Regions from separate parts of the Mus musculus genome. Here region 2 is linked to region 1. The links are chromatin contacts, called in public Hi-C maps. All regions are on one chromosome and are shown on one strand. Each heading gives the region's core, a stretch centred on a gene start, on an enhancer-like site or on the middle of the called end of the contact. The rest is flanking DNA. Distances are from core to core; before and after follow the strand shown. Region 1 holds the start of Ankrd34c (ankyrin repeat domain 34C). Region 2 has its middle 31 kb from the start of Mir184.

Region 1 (3,212 bases), core at 643-3,142:
ACAGCAAAATAATATTAGTTACAGGTAGCAAAGCTAATGTGTGAGTACAGGACTGTGATGATGAAAGGGGGAAAAAGATTTGGTTCAAAGATGAGTAATTGTGAAAGATAACTTGTAACTGAAACTACAGTTTGAAAATATGAAAGACATGGTCTATTTTTTTCTAAGCAAATACACACTACTCAAAATTGACTCAACCAAGGTAAAAATAAAAATCATCTGTCCTTTTAAAAATCCATGAGGCACAGATGGTTTTTGAGGGTCATCTAAGGAACTCTCAATGAATAGATAACCATGTTAATAATTGAAATGTTTCTGAGGGGGAAACTGGAATGTTGGCAGAATCATCCTTTTAGGTTGGTATCACTCAATGAATGATCAGCTATCTCTAACAAGCACCATTTTATTCATAGGAGTGGAATAAACTACCCTTATGTAAATAAACAATTTGAATGCAGCAGTATGCTTGCACAAAAAGAACAGACTATGCAAGTAGAGTTTGCAGACCCTAGCCCTAACCCCTAACCCTACAGCAACACTGTCAAGTAGCATGCTAAATCAGGGGATGAAAAAATGGATTTTTCAGGGGTGATGTGGAATAATTGGCTTCTAACCTCTGCATTACTCCTTTGCACAAATATAATAGTTACAAACCATGAAAACATTTAGGGAAAGAAACACTGTTGAGATTCTGGGGTAGAAAGTCTCACTTAGCAAGATGGGAAATGTAGAAGTGACTATACTAACTTTTACTGGGATTAAGGGGACTCCATAAACAGAACTCAAGTCATTAAAAAATTATGGGGACTGAATGGAAACTTCCATGTGTAGTACTATGGCACTGCTGACTAATAAAAGCACAGTAGGAAATAATATCGATCCATTTAAAAGATCAGTAACATTGATAGCTATCTAGTAAGTTTGGTTTTAAAATAAGTAAAAGAGAAGTGATAGACAATTTCAACAGAAAGTATTAGGAAAGCAAAGAGGATTTTTTTGGAACAGTGTCAGAGACATACATACATACATACATACATACATACATACATACATACATAAAAATAGCAAGACAATACTTTGAAACTTTGTGCTGGAACGTTGAACATATAAATGAGATAATTTTCAAGAAATATAGAAATCACTAAAATTATGTCAAGAAGTAGGACATTTTGGGGTAGGGTAAATCAATGCTATGTGTGCATGAAATTTAGAAGAAAATTCAACTTACCTCTAGGAAGCTGACTAGTGGGGAAAGGAGTCTACAGGGCTCAGTGGAAGGAGGCACCCACTTGCTAAAACCGTACTCTGCTTTGAATAATATGCAGTAGCTATGAATTAATTTAGTTAAAAGATAACTAAAAATTGTTTAGTGTTGACTCCATGGGAAGTCATAGAAGTAGGAAGGAGGTGGGTTAAAGGTTGGAGTTGATGCAATCCAGAAGTAGCCATGTGGAGCCACCACACACACACACACACACACACACACACACACACACACACACACACACAATCAGATTCTCTCATTGTGGACTGTCATCCTGAGATCTCAAGTTTATCAAGGAAATCTGAAATAGGCAGAGCCATAGGAAAAGCAAAGCAGACACGAGTTTGAATCCCTACCGGTGACAAGACTTTGGAAAGGTCCGTTCAAATCTCCAGACCCCAAGGAATAGACTCTTCACTTGCGCAAATACACCAGGGGCTCAAAGGCTCCTGCCAAGTTGTTAAGCAAGTCTGATTTCAAGGAGAACTAGGGACAAGGGGGAGGGGCAGCGGCTCCTTTCCCCACAGGGGCAGGTAGGCACCTCCCCCACCCTCACTGCCCCCTCCTTTCAGCTTCCTCGCTCACACCCACCCACACAGCCCTCTCTGTTCCCGGCTGGAGAGCCTTTCTCGGGCGCCAGCGGGCAGCAGTGGAGCCAGCCAGCAGAAGCCAAGCTGCAGGACTGGGCTGCGCAGGAGCTCTGCAGCTAGAAGCTGCAGTCTAGGGAGCATCCTCACATTTCTTTAATACTTCTTTCTCTTATTAAATACTTCTTTCTCCTTGGCCACCACAAGTTGGAAGATCAGGGTGATTCGAATAATTGGCACAGAGGTTTCATTTGTGGCCCTTGAAGAAGTTCTGAGCAAGTCATTCAACGGCATCCACGAAGACAGGGCTAGTTCAGCTTCTGGCTCTGCTTCAGACAGGCAGAGCCCTCCTGGAGCCAACCTGAAGCCGCAGGAGGAGGTGCTGTGGAAGTGATGGCTCTGTCCAAGTCCTGGACCAAGGTAGCATCTCTGGGTAAGCAGGTAAGCCCCCCCCCCACGGGTTAAGTGCACCTCAAAGGCTTTCTGCTGGTCACCTAGGTGAGTCTAGAGTCTCCCCAGAAGTAAGTCTGCGTTTTCTAGCCAGGGCAGGAGGCGGGGCTGGTAGGAGAGAGCCTGTTTTTATCACAGGAAATTGTGGGAGACTGGAATGAAAGGATTTAATGTAAAATATATATATTTGCATTAACGCGTGGGGATGACATGCGTAGGAGCCAGGGACTTTTGTAGGAAATGGTTGCAGATTGGGGCAGGCTGTTGGGCGTCTGGGTTTTTATAGGAACTAAAACTGGAGCAAAGCCTTACGTTTTTTGCATAAACCTGTGGGGAGTGGGCAAAGACAAGGTGTGATTCTGAAAATGTGCACAAAATTGTAAAGTGTATGTGTCTGAGAATTTCTGAGAAATGATGGGAGGAGCATTTACGGCTCTGACTTCAATTGACTCCGCCACCCCACCCCCACCCATAATCAGTCCTCAGGAAGGGACCCAAAGACACTGATAGCAATGGATTCCCATACACCAGGCGCAGCCACACCCCGGGTTTCAGCACTTCGGACAGAGCCCTTTCCCACCTCCACCCCTGCAGCTTTAAGCCAGAGGCGCTGTTTAGTTCCTCCGCAGTTACCTCTGCATGGTGGGCGGTGACTCCCTGGGTTTGGCAAAACGGGGCTCTTGAACCGAAAAGACGAATATTTGTGAAGTTCAGTTTTTAATCGGCTTCTAACTGCTTCCTGTGACTACAGAAGGAAGGGGCGGAGTGCAAAGGTATCTTTCCAAGGTTCCGCGAATGCTGCAGCTAAACGAAGTGGCCTCCTCTGTTTGGGAGGGTGTATCCAAACTTTCCAAAGTACTTATCTTTTATAAGTCGCTTACCGCATGCCAACACCCGGTGCCAAATGCTCT
Region 2 (3,515 bases), core at 204-2,703, 33 kb before region 1:
TCAATCACCAAGCCAGGGGTTCAAGGAGGAAGCAGCCTTGCGCAGAATCTACACTTAGTTTTGGATGTGCTGTTTGTGTCTTGGGACCACTAAATAGAGGCATTCTCTCACAGAGGGAAAAAAATGTCTGAAAGTTAAGAAAGAAATATGGATAGTGTCATTCACCTTTTAAGAACAAGGCCAGGGACTGAGACAATGTAGTTAATAACAGCAGATGTGAGTGTCAGAGTTGGAAGCTGCAGTCCAGAGGTAACAAGAGGCTGCTTCTGATGGCTGAACCCGCTGGACCCATTCAGCAGGCTGCCAGTGTGCTCACACAGGGTCTGCCCCCGGGGAATCATCTAGAAAGTCTATCTTCTGTTCCATGACCCAGTTCTAGACAAAATGACAGTAAGTGTACCCATTTACCTCTCAGGATTATGAAGTCAGGAACTAATGTATGCACTGGGCTCATCATGCAAATATCCTTTGGCACAGGCATGGCGGGGGAGTGGGGTGGGGGATGGGGTGGGCTCACAGTTTGTTCCTTTTCTTTCCCTTCCCAGGATTCTGAAGTTGTTGGTAGCAAGGCATAGCCTCTATATTCTGCAGCTATCCAAAAACTTGTACATGATACCTCTTTTGTTTTGTTTGTTTCAAGACAGGGTTTTTCTGTGTAGTCCTGGTTGTCCTGGAACTCACTCTGTAGACCAGGCTGGCCTCAAACTCAGAAATTTGCCTGCCTCTGCCTCCCAAGTGCTGGGATGCTGGTGGCATGCGCCACCACTGCCCAGTTTATAATACCTTTTTAAAGCAGTCATCTTAGTGGTTAGACACGTCTCTAAACTGTTCTGGGTATAAGGACACCCAGCTTAGGCAGTTTTCTATATGGAGATCAGAAGAGGCAACACTGAAAGCGCACAGCACTGGGGCATGGGAGACAGACACCATGTGGCTTAGGATGAGTGTCTGTGTCTGAATTTCTGCTCAATGTGGATATGAACTTACCCAAGCCAGCAAGACCCAGTTCAGAAGGCTGTATGAGTCTAGTCAACAAAGACATCATAGTTTGTTAGTGCACGAGTCAGCAGTATTCAAATATACTCTGAAGCAAGGAGTCAAAAATCCTAAGGTTTACCCTCTTATTTATTCAGTCAAGAAACAGGTACTGAATAGCCTTAAAGGCTAGACTCTGTGGTGGCAGTGAGTAGAGCTGTGGTATGGAAACACACACTGGCAGGCCCCCTTCAGGGTCCAGTGGGAGGTGTTGGATTTCAACACTAGCTCCAGATGTAAGAGGTTCATGGAAGGAAGGAGAGGCTGGTCATCCCATGCCCCACACTTGTCTATGCCTACCTACCTTCATTGTATAGAAACTCCTGCTGCTAGGCCCTGAACATAAACACCCCACACAGAGCAGCCCCTCCAGGAAGGAAGCAGCCCTGCCCCTCAGCTCTTCAGACAGCAGAGCTTTCCCAGTGTCACTGTGCACTGACTCCTCAACTTGTGACTAAACTATTTTTAACTGACTGTCACCATGGCAGCATAAAAACCAGGGGGAACGATGTGGCCTTTCTGGCAGGATTCAGGATGCTGGCTGTCCTCTCTTCCCTTAATTCCCTATGCACTGGAGCCAAAACAATCCACCTTCTACTAGCAGGGACATGGATAAGACTTCTCAGTGAGCATCCTTGTTTGCAAAGTAAGGATTTTAATTAAAAAGAAAACCTCCCTTTAGAAGTCTGTCATGGGGCCCAATTAGATTATTTAAGGAAAGGAATGTGGCTCTCAATATTAATTTCTGTTACAGTCTTAAATTAAACCAGACCTCCCCACAACTGTCCTTCCCACTTCTTGCTTATAAGCCTCCCATGAGTGTTTTACAGATGCTTATAAAAATCTAGAAACATAGACAATACCATTTACCTTTTTAGATGTTGTTGGTGCCTGTTTTGACATTACTCACTTTTCTGGGTTTCCAGACTCTTGAGGATTCCATATTTTTTTCATCATATTCATCCTTCCTTAAGCTTTCAGACGCTCTCCCCATCCTATACCCATCCCTCTTGATGTCCACTTTACTTTTTAGCTATCAAAGTGTTACTTCACAACACCCCGGTTTACTACAGGGAGAAGGATGCTCCGGCTCAAGGGAAGAGTAAAGGGCCTAGGACACATGATCAAAAACTGTCTGAGATGTGCACTCTGTGAGGTCTGGCTCTCTTTCCTCTCTGATTGGCCCTCTGGAAGCAGGAAAGGACTCAGAGGTCAGGGTAGGAGAGATTTCCAGGAGAAATGCAGGTCAACTACTGGGAAGTGGTCACACCTTCATGTCAGGAGCTCTTTCTGCCTAGGTTCTCCCATGCCTACGAAGTGACAGTGCTATTCTGAGGATGTAGGTATATGAGGAATGTCATGAATCAGGATGTGAGAGATGCACAAAACATTCCTGAACTTTACAAAGTGCCTATTCTGGACCACGGAAACCACCCAGCACTCAGATTGTCGCAAAGGGCAAGAGGGAGGGAATGTCCTAACTCTTGGCTCTTATGTGTATCACCACAGCTCACCTTGTGTCAAACATTTTCCCAGGGGTGACCAGTGTTTGTTTCTCTTTCCTCATCCTCCTCCCCATCCACAGTGAACTTTGTTTGTCTTAGGCCAGGCCCAGCACTCAGTTCCCTTCCTGTGGGTCACTGTTCATGCCCAGTGGACTGTGTAGCTGTGTATGCATCACCTTCTACTCTTAGGGCATGGCCAGGCATTTCTTGTTTTTCAGGTTTTGTTTTTTATTTTTTGCCAAAAAAATTATATGCGGTCTGAATTAAAATAAAACTTGAAGAGCATTGGCATCTTATAGAATCTGGTAGCTACAAGCAGCTCATGGTGAACTCTCTAGCTAAACAAATACCATGGCCACTGAGGCCATAATAGGTGGTTGTGGATGAAACAGTTGAGCGTGGCCTAGACATGAGGACAGTGGGCTGTGCTGCCAGGGTGACAGCATACCTACCTTCATAAGAATGATGTCTTCTCAATGAGGACATGTCATGATAGAGAGGCAATGATGTCTTTTAACTTTTATCAAAGCTATGATGCCCATGACTTTATAGCCTCTCAGATTAGAAGGCTACCTTATTATTCCCTAGCGTCTTCCCGGGGGGAAATCATGAACCCGTGTGCTACCAGATTCTATAAGATGCCAATGCTCTTCAAGTTTTATTTTAATTCAGACAGCATATCCCAAGAAGCGGGAGCCAGGGATGCACAATGGAAAGCTGCCTTGGAATGTTCTGGAAAAATCAATTCACTGAGAACCTGTGCCAGCAGGGCTTGAGACCTCTGATCTAGTCTGAGCTCTGTAGAGAATAGGGGACCCACACCTGTAAATCCAGTGCCAAAGCACTACAGGGCACACAGGTTCATGATTTCCCCTCAGGAAGACGCTAGGGAATAATAAGGTAGCCTTCTAATCTGAGAGGCTATAAGGTCATGGGCATCATAGCTTTGATGAAAGTTAAAAGACATCACTCTCT

Evidence for each region. A called contact is a pair of places that touch in the nucleus more often than the background predicts.
Region 2: a Hi-C map of cortical neurons shows a contact between it and region 1, with 1.6 times the contacts expected there. The contact joins the enhancer-like site here to the promoter of Ankrd34c in region 1. A contact is called at or near these places in 3 of 39 promoter capture datasets (the 3T3-L1 cell line, 3T3-L1-derived adipocytes and macrophages), 2 of 484 Hi-C or Micro-C datasets (cortical neurons and nephron progenitors), 1 of 115 datasets of contacts at active chromatin or transcription factors (stem cell-derived neural progenitor cells) and 3 of 9 other capture datasets (adipose tissue, liver and pancreatic islet).

What each region holds. Positions count from the first base shown.
Region 1 is chr9:89,737,155-89,740,366 of GRCm38.p6, reverse strand. It overlaps Ankrd34c (ankyrin repeat domain 34C), which reads left to right and starts at 1,892. Exons shown (of 2, transcript NM_207260.2): 1 at 1,892-2,284.
Region 2 is chr9:89,769,334-89,772,848 of GRCm38.p6, reverse strand. No RefSeq gene overlaps it. Among named protein-coding and RNA genes, the nearest start is that of Mir184, 31 kb to the left of the region's middle. Within about 2 kb of position 1,453, at least 29 of the 459 cell types and tissues checked have an H3K27ac peak or open chromatin away from gene starts, as enhancers often do. A contact at or near this core is called in cortical neurons, where this site is marked.